Regions from separate parts of the Sus scrofa genome. Here region 2 is linked to region 1. A link is a contact called in public Hi-C data. All regions are on one chromosome and are shown on one strand. Each heading gives the region's core, a stretch centred on a gene start, on an enhancer-like site or on the middle of the called end of the contact. The rest is flanking DNA. Distances are from core to core; before and after follow the strand shown.

The links. Hi-C and Micro-C count contacts between places; a contact is called where the count stands out from the background.
Region 2: a Hi-C map of fetal liver shows a contact between it and region 1, with 1.7 times the contacts expected there. The contact joins two enhancer-like sites. A contact is called at or near these places in 1 of 5 promoter capture datasets (fetal skeletal muscle), 14 of 47 Hi-C or Micro-C datasets (adipocytes, alveolar macrophages, blood and 10 more) and 1 of 2 datasets of contacts at active chromatin or transcription factors (skeletal muscle).

The regions. Positions count from the first base shown.
Region 1 is chr12:18,512,447-18,518,044 of Sscrofa11.1, forward strand. It overlaps EFTUD2 (116 kDa U5 small nuclear ribonucleoprotein component), which reads left to right. Exons shown (of 28, transcript XM_003131332.4): 24 at 543-661; 25 at 768-862; 26 at 1,306-1,459; 27 at 1,638-1,745; 28 at 2,089-2,547. The coding sequence ends at 2,184. HIGD1B (HIG1 domain family member 1B) reads right to left here. Exons shown (of 4, transcript XM_005668737.3): 2 at 4,431-4,593; 3 at 3,772-3,906; 4 at 2,987-3,135. The coding sequence ends at 3,071. Among named protein-coding and RNA genes, the nearest start is that of HIGD1B, 7.9 kb to the right of the region's middle. Within about 2 kb of position 2,410, at least 10 of the 83 cell types and tissues checked have an H3K27ac peak or open chromatin away from gene starts, as enhancers often do. A contact at or near this core is called in fetal liver, where this site is marked.
Region 2 is chr12:18,575,199-18,580,796 of Sscrofa11.1, forward strand. ADAM11 (disintegrin and metalloproteinase domain-containing protein 11) reads right to left here. Exons shown (of 25, transcript XM_021066856.1): 20 at 5,284-5,383; 21 at 4,692-4,811; 22 at 4,434-4,602; 23 at 4,230-4,344; 24 at 4,054-4,144; 25 at 518-3,191. The coding sequence ends at 3,143. Among named protein-coding and RNA genes, the nearest start is that of ADAM11, 19 kb to the right of the region's middle. Within about 2 kb of position 3,138, at least 16 of the 83 cell types and tissues checked have an H3K27ac peak or open chromatin away from gene starts, as enhancers often do. A contact at or near this core is called in fetal liver, where this site is marked.

The sequences.
Region 1 (5,598 bases), core at 1,160-3,659:
CGGTCCCTGCCCTTGCTCCGTGGGTTAACGATCCGGCGTTGCCGTGAGCTGTGGCGTAGGTCGCAGACGCGGCTCGGATCCTGAGTTGCTGTGGCTCTGGCGTAGGCCAGTGGCTACAGCTCCGATTCAACCCCTAGCCTGGGAACCTCCATATGCCGCGGGAGTGGCCCAAGAAATAGCAACAACAACAACAACAACAACAAAAAAAAGACAAAGAAAAAGGAAGATGGGATTGGAGTGGTTTATAGACCAGGATTGGGACTGAGGGAGGAACACATGTACAATTGCTAGAATTAATCGTATCCCCATATAATTAAATATCTGCAAAAGAAAATGTGTAGGGACACTTTATGCTGTCCGAGCGTGGCCTAAAACCAGCACTGCGGGCATCTGCTTACCTCTGACCTCCGCATATGCTACTAGAATGCGCATCTGCAGGGGGCTCTTTCTTGGCCCTGAGGCAGCTGCAGTGCTGCTCTGCCCTTGTGCCCTTGACTACTGCCAGAACCACTCCTAAGTCAGCTCTCCTTTTTGCTTTTCAGTGATTCGAAATGTCAAGTTTAAGATCCTGGATGCAGTGGTTGCCCAGGAGCCCCTGCATCGGGGCGGGGGCCAAATCATCCCCACAGCCAGGAGAGTTGTCTATTCTGCCTTCCTCATGGTAAGGGCATGGGCCCAGGCTGTCGCCCCCCAGCCTGTCCGCTCGCCAGGTTCTCAGTCCCCAGCCTTCTCTAATCCAGGAACCCTTTCTTCTTACTCTCTTGCAGGCCACTCCTCGTCTGATGGAGCCCTACTACTTTGTAGAGGTCCAGGCCCCTGCAGACTGTGTCTCTGCCGTCTACACCGTCCTGGCCAGGCGCAGGTGAGCAGCCAGACGCCTTAGGGAGAGTGCGGCGAGGGGCAGCTCAGCTGCTGGGGGGAGAGGGAGGGGTTGGCCTCCCCAGACTCTCCAGTCCTGAAAACTGGTGAGCTGGTTTTTAGAAGGGAGGAGGAAAGGAAGGAGGCCGTCTCCAGCCTGACCTCAGCTTAAAATCTGAGGTTTCTCCTGGAGCCCCCTCTTCAGTTCCTGGAGGACGCACGGGAACGTGCCCATGATGAGAGTGTCTGTCCAGTCCACATTCCGCTCTTGCCCAGAGGTCGCTGCCCCTTTGACTTCCCCAGGGAACTCGCTGGAGCCCCAGGCCCTCCCTGCCCTCTCTAGCACGCTTGTGCTGATTCTTTGATGGTCAACATTTGGGGGTATGCCGCTTCTCTGCTTTTGACCCCTGCAGGACTGGGAACTCAGCCTTTGTTTTTCTGTCTCAGGGGACATGTGACTCAGGATGCTCCCATCCCTGGCTCCCCTCTCTACACCATCAAAGCTTTCATCCCGGCCATCGACTCTTTTGGCTTCGAGACTGATCTGCGGACTCACACGCAGGGGCAGGCCTTTTCCTTGTCTGTCTTCCACCATTGGCAGGTAAGAAAACGGTACTGGCTGCCCAGGGTGGCCTCTCACCTCTGCAGGGCCAGTCCCTTCCGACCTCTTCCCCTGCCGGGCCCTGAGTGGGGTTACCAGCATCCTAGGGGAGAGTCCTGCTTCTAGGCCTGAGTCTGGGAGGTCGGCCTGGAACATCTGAAACCACTTTGCCTTTCAGATCGTACCCGGTGATCCTCTGGACAAGAGCATTGTCATCCGCCCCTTGGAGCCACAGCCAGCTCCTCACCTGGCCCGAGAGTTCATGATCAAAACCCGTCGCAGGAAGGTACGTGCCCCTCGGGCCCATGGCCGTCCCCTCACCCCCAGGGGTCTTGGCAGGAGTTAGATCAGTTCATTTCTTGCCTTTTGGCCTTTCTCTAAAGACTGAGAGCAGTTTACCCCACAGCATGGAGAGACACCGTCTGTGTAGGCATCAGCCAGCTGGACCTGAGGCCCAGTCTGGCCAGGAAGGGAGAGCCTTCTTCTCCCCCTGATGACACCCTGAAGGCAGGGCTCCAGAAATAAGCTCGGCTGACATCCCCCCCACCCCCCGACCTGACCCCCAGCTCAAGCACAGGTCAGTCCCCCGCCACCCGGGCTCATTGCTTGCATTCGCCCCCACTTTGCAGGGCCTGAGTGAGGACGTGAGCATCAGCAAGTTCTTCGATGATCCTATGTTGCTGGAGCTCGCCAAGCAGGATGTTGTGCTCAATTACCCCATGTGAGCGCTGGACTCCTGGCAGCTCCTGTGCCCTGCGCGGGGCGGCTTCCTGGACTCGAGCTGGGACCTGGTGTGACCTGGACTCCACGTCGCGAGAGTGTGTCTGGGCGCTGCGGCGGTCGTCCCTAACCCAGGAGCCTCCAAGCCTCCAACACAGAGCCCCTCCCCAGAGGGAAGAGTGTTTGGCCTTCTGGTCCCTACTGTGGCCTCTGCCTGGCTCCATTCCCGGAGAACAGAGAGGAGCTTGGGCTCAGGGAAGGAGACAGGGATGGAAGTTTTGAGCCCCACAGGGCCCTGTCCTCAGGATTTTTTTTTTAAATACAAGTTTGACCTTAGACATGGTTTTTAAGTGAACAGAACATTCTGACCTCTGCCTTGATCTGTTACTTTCATCCCCACCCTCCGCCCTGTCCTCCAGCACAGTCCCGTCCTGGCACTTGGGTTCTGGATGTATGTTGGCCCCCAGGAGGCTTCACTGCCTCTTGCTCCCAGCTGTAGCCTTCTTCCGGCCTGGCTCCCCGGGGAGGCGGCCTGCAGGGGGAGGGACGCCTGCCTCTTAATTCAGTGTTCCCACCAGCATTGAGTGCCCTGGACTGTCTCCAGCTCCCGCTCCTGGTGGGTGGGTCCTGAGGTCGCTTGGGAGTGGTTGGGTCTATGGAATCAGAGGTCCGTTCCACCTCCTCCTGCCCCTGACGCGTCTCCCGTGCCCTGGAGCCGGGGGCCAGGACTATGATTTCCAGCCCTTTGCTCTGAGTCCCTCCACCAGCCTTACTCTTCTGTCCCCTGTGTGAAGAAGACACTGTTGATTTGCCTCAAAACCACTTTATTAGGTGCATACCAGGGCTTGATGGAAGAGCTTCCAGCTGCCCCGGGCCCTGCAGGGAGGAATCCTACTTCTCCCCGGCGTCCTGCGCTGCTCTCTTGCAGTAGTCTCTGTACATTGTATACACAGCGCCTGTGTCGGGGACAAGGAAAGACAGCCCATGACCTGGCACCTCCGCCCGGCCTCGGGCTCTCCCAGGTGTCCAGAGGAGTAACAGCCGCAGGCTCCCAGGGGCCAACACATGCCCCGTTCCCTGGAGAGTCCAGCTTCCCTGCTCAGCTTTCCGCCCCAGGTCTCAACAGCTGCTACAAACACCTGGCCACATGGCCCGGGAAACAGCCTGCCAGTTCCCGAAGCCCTCTCACAGATTCTCTGAGCAGCCTCCCTGCGGTGTGTGAGGGAGGCGAGCCGGAGTGTGACCATTGCCCCAGACTCAGAGAAAGGGATTCGTTCACTGTCGCCTAGCTAGTGAGTAGCTGTCTGCCTTTTGATCCAGAAAAGTTCAGCATAAGTTCTGCTGCATGGCTTATCTCACCTCTAGGACACACTCATGAAACCAACTGGGTGCCATCCCCTGGAACACAGGAGATATAAACAGGGAGCCCAGTAAACTCATCTCGGGCCGAGGGCTTCACCAGGAACACAGTGTGGAGCCTGGTAGAGGGGAAAGGGACTGAACTTCTGCTCCCTTAACTATCAGGACTCACAGCCAGATTTTGCCTAATGTTTTTTATTCCCCACTCTCCCGTGACCCCACCAGCTACTCACCCAGCATGATCGCACCCACAGCACAGGCCTGCGCTGCCACTCGGGTGTGAATCAGGTGTATAGACATCTTGGTGGAACCGCGAGCCTTCAGCCGGTAGATCCTGTATGCTGCCACCACCAGGCAGCCCCCTAAGCCTGAATAGGCAGAAAACGTGACCCTTGGGCCCCAGTCACCAAGCACATCGCTTTTCTGAGGGACACCTCACTAAGCAGGCTGGATAATCACCTGCCTTTGTGCTGCTGCTTTGGGGGTGGGTAGGGGCTGTCATCAGAGTATTGAGTTGTTTCTTCTCAGTGTGAAGTGAATACCCTCCTCCCTGTACAAACAGCCCATCGTCATGACTCTCCCATCCCTCTTAGCTCTGCCCCGGCCCTTCTCCAACCACTGCCAGCTCCCACAGCTGTTCTGCTCTCCCAGGGCCTGGGGGGAAGAAGCCCTGGGGGACCCCAAACTTGTGCCCATCTTGGCTGCCATCTCCACCCACCCAGACTCCCTTAGTTTCATTGTCAGCATGTGTCCCTTTGTCCCTTGGCACCTTTGCTGTTGGTTACTCAGTGGGTAGGACCACTTGAGTTCTGTGCTTCATTCTTTGAAAGGACTAGGAGACGTGTCCTCTCCGAGAGAAGGCCCCCTACTCCCCCCGCTTCTTCCTACTCACCTACAGGCACCAGCGGAGACTCCCTGGTCTTTCTCAGGAGCTTCTCAGACACGCTGTCCTCGCCCTCGGGTGGTGCCCACCAGCCTTTGTTAGACATGATCCCGCCCCCAGATGTTAGCAGCTGGGTCTCCTGAGGCTTCAGCCCAGTCCTAGAAGGAGGCACCTGCAATACAAACTCCAGTTCTCAGTCGGGTGGGCAGGAGGAAGATGCTGCTCTGAGACTGTCTTACCGTGCCCGGCACAGCCGCTGCTTGAAAAGATGTCCCAGGTGACTGTCTCCGGTGGCTGGACCACTAGCACCATTTCTCCATCGCTGCTTCTTAACATCTGTCTCTTCCCCAGCTCATTCTGACTCTGCCCTTTTCTCTGCTTCCCCCTCTTCCATCTGTGTCTCTATGGGTATGATCCTTGGGCCAAGAAAAGCAGCTGGAAAAATCCACACGAGGGTGGGAGGAACAGGCCTTTAGCCTTGGGTTCCCCACTGGCCTCGAGTCTGTGATGGTTGTTCCTAAGGAAACTGCAGAGCCATCCCAGACGATGTGACAGCACTGGTTACCCAATCACCAGAGCCAGAGATTGAGACCATTAAACATGGATTTGTGTATAATTTCATGTAGATTTTGGACATTAGGCTAACAGAACAAATTCCAGTCCCTGGGGGCTCCCCTGTCTCCAGGTCCATCTCTTGCCAGGTTCTTTGCAGTTGCCAACCCCCTGCCTCATCCCTGGGTGGCGGACCCCTCTTACTCTACTTTGCAAACCCCTGTAAATGTCTGATCACAGACTAGACAAAGTCCCAGAGTCCTGGTCCTTAAATCAGGGGTTCTGCCTGCTGGATGCCTTCCAGATCTAAGCATGAGACAAAGTCCCCTCTTGAGGTAATTTCTATTCCTAGTTCCCCCTCTCCTGGAGGAGCAGGAACTGTGGGCCCCACAGGTCCTCAGCATGCCAGCGCTTACCCTGGGAGATGGCTGGAAAGTGGGGTGCGAGCAGCCTAGCAAGGGCTCAGCGTCTGCTGTTTTAAAACGGCCAAGAGCTGATGATAGAGCTGCCACTCTGGGGTCAGGGAAGCAGTGACCGGCTTTATGGAGACTTTGAAGTCAGGAAGGGAGAGGGGAGGAGATAGGACAGGGCACCAATCTTAACCCCCCATCTGCTGAGTTCCAAG
Region 2 (5,598 bases), core at 1,888-4,387, 63 kb after region 1:
TGGGGATAAGGAGTTCCCAGTTCACCCCCCCTGTGGGGGAGGGGCTCAGCTGGGCCTTGCTTGGTCTCCCCCTGCCCCAGGCAGGGCGAGGAAAGAACAAATTCTCTGAGGGCTCAAGAGCACGGTGCCCTTGGGACCAGATAGCGATTGTATCCAGCTTTCTGGACTCTCTTGGGAGGTGAGGAGAGGCTGCTCTGGCTTCAACCATAAAAGGGAAGTTGAGTCTTTGGCCTTTTGGCGCTCTCCTCCTCAACTCCCATCTGCTCTGCCGAAGCCAGAGAGGGCGGTTTTCTTTGCTGGGAGAGCAAGGAAGCGGAAGGGCCAGGCCCTCCACCCAGTCAATGGCTATTTCCTGACCGAGAATGGAAAACTGTACCCCTTCCTCCCGGCCTCGCATCGCCCAGTCCTGGGTGCTCCCTTCCCACCTTCAGTGCCCAGTCCTCACGCTCCCTCCAGGGCCAAGGAGGACAAGGAAGCGTCCCGGGACTCGGTGGGGTCATTTACAGAGAGACACAAGTTGGTGTGAGCTCCATGGAAGCCCCGACATGATCTTTAATTGATGGTCCTGTCCTGCCTCCCCCCGCCCCCCGAGCCCCAGATGACATATTTACAGGATGCTGTATGGAGCCAGTTCCAGGCCCGGGTCAGTGCAGCCTTTGTTCCTCCCTGGGCACTGCCAGGGTGGGCCAGGAGGATGCAGACAGTGGGAGCAAGGTGGACTGGTTACCGGAAGTATTGCCTTCTCCACATCCCCACCCCCATGTGCACGCACACACAGACGGGTCCCGTGTGTGCAGAGGTATTCACACTTGTGCGGAGATGTGGATCCAAATGCTTGTGCCAGATGCATCGCCACCCGTGTGCCTGTGTTTCCCACCAGAGGAGGCCTTATGGTACCGCATCAATAGTGCAAAACTCAGTCCTCAGCCTCCCGCCCCTGCCTCAGCCTGTGTGGCTGGTGGGGCAGGACTGGCCAGAGGGGTACCCTGCCCACCCTCCTTGCTTAGGCAGTGCCAGCTGGAGCTCAGTATCAAGGACCCCACTGCAGCCACATCTGGCCACTTAAAGGTTGTCAGAGGGTCTCAGTCCTCAGTTTGCCTTGACGGGTGGGACGGGTAAACAGGAGAGCCATTTCTTCCTGGGTTCCTTCTCAAAGTTACTCCAGAGGGACTGAGATAGGAAGCTCCGAGGCCCTGGGCTAGTCAGAAACCCCTGCTGAGTCTGGGTTGGGGTATCCCCGGGAAGAGGGGCTCCGTTCATCTGGTGGCTTTCATCCAGAAGGTAGCTTGACTCCCAACTCGCCTCCTCAGGCTGTTTTTCAGAGTCAAAGGAGCCAGAGCTTCTCTGTCCCAGGTGAGCAGTCGTGAGGCGAGGCCACGGGCATGGGTGGGTTTGCGGGGGAACTGAGGGATTCTGCCTGGCCTCAACCTCAGGCTGGCCTGCAACAGGGATCGGAGACTAATGGGGAAAACAGGTGTAAACTACTCGGCCCCGGATGGGGGTTACAGAGCAGAATGGGTTGGACAGGGCCTTGAGGACTTTTCTAGAAGCTGAGGATCAAACACGAGACCTGCCTTTTCCTACCTCCACTTGCACAGCACAGGCAGAGCCTCTAACCCTCCAGGCACTGGGCCCCCCCTGGCCTCCCCTCCTTGGGAGAGCACTCCCTGGGGAGACAGCCCAGCCTGGGACCTTCAGGCCAAGCAGGGGCCACCTAAACCCTGAGTCAGCCCCAGAATCACCCTTCTTGAAAGGGGGAAGGTGCCATGTTATTTCAGGGACTATATTTTCTAGGACCGCCCCCCCCCCAAACACGTGTCTTGGCAGGGACAGCAGGACGGTCGTTTTGGAATTGAAGACAATCTGGGACATGTGGTCGCCGTGCCCAAAGCATAGGCCTTGGGCACGGAACAGGCAGCTTTGGTTTGAATCAGCACTCAACTTCTCTCCAAGCTCAGCAGGGCTGGGCGGAGGGGGCAAGCAGGGAGGCCAGGCCCCTGCTGGCTTGGGGACGCCTGTGTTCCTCCGGTGAGAAAATTCCAGGTGTGACCATCCCTGGGGTGGGGTGGGGAGCCCCGAGGGATGGCCGGGCCTCAGCTCCTCCAGTTCCCCCTGCAAATGTCAAAACACCCCCACAACTGGCCCCAGCACCCCCAAAGTTACATTCATTAGTTGAGCTTCAGTAAAAAAAAAAAAAAAATGTAGATGGCAGCCCCCTCCCCCTGGGCTCCAGCTGCCTGGTCCCAGTGCCTGGTTTTGAGGAGGGGTCATCCCAAGCCACCTCCACTGGTGGCTGCCTGCCCCACGGGGGCACCCCTCTAGCCCTCCCCCTGCCCGACCTGAGCTGTGGCAATCCATGATGATGGAAGCTACATTCACACAGGGAGAATTGGTGGACAAGGCCAAAGCCTCATGAGGTGGGGTGGGGGACCATGGGGGAACTGCCCTCCAGGCCTGGTCCACCCTGGTGGTGTGAGGGCAGGGCCACAACCCGGCCCCAGACCCCTGTGGGGCCAGGAGTTGAAGGGCTGGGCCCGGAAGACATTTGCATGGTGCCTCCCTCCGTGGCTGGGTGGGGGGCAGCCTCCTGGTTCAGGGCAGAGACGGCGGGTGCGCCAGGCTCGGAGGGAGGGGGTGGCACTTAGGCCCCTCCGGACCTGGAACGGAGAGGGGGCATCAGGAGAGGGTGTGAGGCAGGGCTCAGAGGGATAGCCCCCCGAGCCAGGCCCCTGGAAGTCAGTGCTGGGCCCTGGAGGTGGCAAGTCACAGGCTGGCCAGGGAGGGGATCTGGCGGGAGGTCAGACAGCGGTGACATGAAAGACAAAACAGATGGGACGCAGAGGTAGGTTCCCTTCCCGGGGGACCGGGGCTGCGGGGGGCAGGGGCACAGCTCCAGGGTCCTCGCAGCCAGCAGTGCTCTGGCCGTAGGAAGGGCAGGAGTTCAAGGACCAAGGCCTGAGAGGGGGGAGGGGGCAGGGGGCGAGTTGAGGACTCTCTTCCCGGAGCGCGGTTCTCCCACCCCTGTAGTGACAGCGGTGACAGCAAGGGTGGGGGAATCAGCCCCAGCTCCCCATCGACAGAATGCGAGGTGACGAATGAGATGGAGGAGACAGGGACAGCGGGAGGGATGACGTGGCCGGCGTCACACTGCCCCCTGCTGGGTCGGGTCGTACCTTCCCCGGCGGATGTTTCTTCAGGAGCCAAGGTGAGGACGCAGAGAAAGGAAAAGGAAGGAGCCTGTGACCTTCCCTTTCTCCCAGGGAGGGGCCTTCTGGCTCCCAGGAGACCCCTCCCCCAGAGATGGGCTGGTAGGGGACGGGGTGGGGGGGGGTTGTCGGGACTTAGAAGCTAATGACAGGCCCAAGGAGCACTACCAGGAAGCCCTACCAAAGTTGGGTCCTGGGTTTGAGTCCCGACTGCAACTAACTCACTGCATGACCCTTGGCCTCAGGACCCTGCTTTGTACATTGAGGGCTTAGCCCAGCTCAAGGGCCCCAGACTCATGTCCGTAGAAACACGGTGAGCCGTGTGGGGCCTGGGGACTGAGGACTCGGGCAGATCCTGCTCAGCTCCACTCTGCGACCAAGCTGGAAATATCCGGATTCTTTCTTTTTTTATTTTTCTCTTTTCAGGGCTGCACCTGCGACAGGGAAGTTCCCAGGCTGAGGGTAGAATCGGAGCTGTAGCTGCTGGCCTACACCACAGCCACAGCAACGTGGGATCCAAGCCGTGTATGCAACCTACACAACGGCTCATTGAGCGAGGCCAGGGACTGAACCCACAGCCTCATGGATGCTAGTTGGGTTCATTCACCGCTGAGCCACAGTGGAAACTCTGGAAATCCGGATTCTTAATGTAAGATCTAGTTTTTTTAAATCTGAGCAATTATTTTTTTAAAAAATGTTAAAACAAGACCCTGTGGGCTGGCTTGGCTTGGGAAGCATGATCTCTGGTTTAGCGGACCTCCCAGGGAGGCCCCCTCGACTCCAGTAGCCTGGGGTTCCCATAACCCTGAGGATGCCAGGGGGTGTCAGGGGCGTGTGTGTGTCTTACTTAAATCCCCAGCCCGTGCCGCCCAGGACGATGGCTGCAACCAGGACAGCCCCGGCGATGGAGCCAATGATGATGTTGGTGCCACTGGGACCTGGGGAAGAGGGCAGGGCTTGGTTGGCTGGACAGGCATGGAGAACAGGAAGGAGAGGGCCCCACCCCGGTCAGCTCCACCTCACCCTTATATCTCTCTGTCTCCCCCGTGGGTGGAGACGTGGGCAGGGGGTTGTGGATACTGCAGTCTTTGCCTGTCCAGTCTGGCTGACAGATGCATTTCCCTTCGTTGCTGCAGACCTAGAGATGGGGTGGGGCTAGCAGAGGTGAGCAGGGCCCTGTCCCCTCTTGTCAGCCCCTCCCATGATCCCCGGCCTCCAGGTACCCACCCCATGGTGGGAGCAGATCCGACGGTCCCCACTGCCCGGGCAGGTGCTGAAGTTGAAGGCAGAGGCTGGCAGGCAGCGATGGTCCAGGCACAGCATGTTGGGCCCGCAGGCTGTGCCGTCCTCCACGTAGCTCAGGTCTGAGCCATCAGCCAGCTGCACATGGCCACCCCTGGAGAAATGGCACAACCAGCCTCTGCCCTTGCCCCACACTCCACCACAGGGCAAGCTCCCCTCCCCAGCCACGGTCTCAGTCCCCACCTGCAGTCCAGCTCCTTGCCCTGGTGGTAGAAAGTGACACTGCTGATGTCTCCCCCTAGGTCCCCCAGGCGAGGAGCTCCAGAGATGTTGACACAGAGGAGGAAGCCACAGAGCACGTCCCTGTTGGGGGAGTGTGGAGACAGCGGGCCCCAAGTCTGAACTCAGGCCCAACTACTGACCTCCTAGCTGCCCTCTTCCTAGCCCCTGATTTTTCTTTTCTTTTTTTTTTTTTAGGGCCGCACCCATGGCACATGGAGGTTTCCAGGCTAGGGGTCGAATCAGAGCTGTAGCTTCCAGCCAACACCACGGCCACAGCGATGCCAGATCCAACCCACGTCTGCAACCTATACTACAGCTCATGGCAATGCCCGATCCTTAACCCATTGAGCGAGGCCAGGGATCGAACCTGCGTCTTCATGGATACTAGTCAGATTCATCTCCACTGAGACACGATGGGAATGCCATCCCTGATTTTTCACATAGTCTTCCCATTGGGACTCACAAGCTGCCTCATCTCTGAAAAAACCTTCCCCAGCCCCAGAGCCCCAGCCCCAAAGCGGGGGAGGCCCAGCCTGAAGCTTGGACTACTCACTGTTTATTGCACTGGACCCAGCCTGACCCCTTACGGCCACAGTTCCCACGCTCTGTCCCCTCCACATTCAGTTTCTCGTAGCAGAAGCGATCAGCAGCCGCTGTAGGGAGATGATGCCAGGCATCACCCCACCCACTCCAGAACCCACCGGGGACCTCAGGCCCACACCTCCAACACTGACCGGACCCACAATCCACCTGCGTCCCTGAGATTCTGAGAAGCCACACGTCCAGTGGAAGGCATTTCAGCCAGAGCCCGCCCCCTCTCCAGCCTCTCAACTCTAGGTCCTCCAGAGTCCCCTCTCCTATCTCCAGC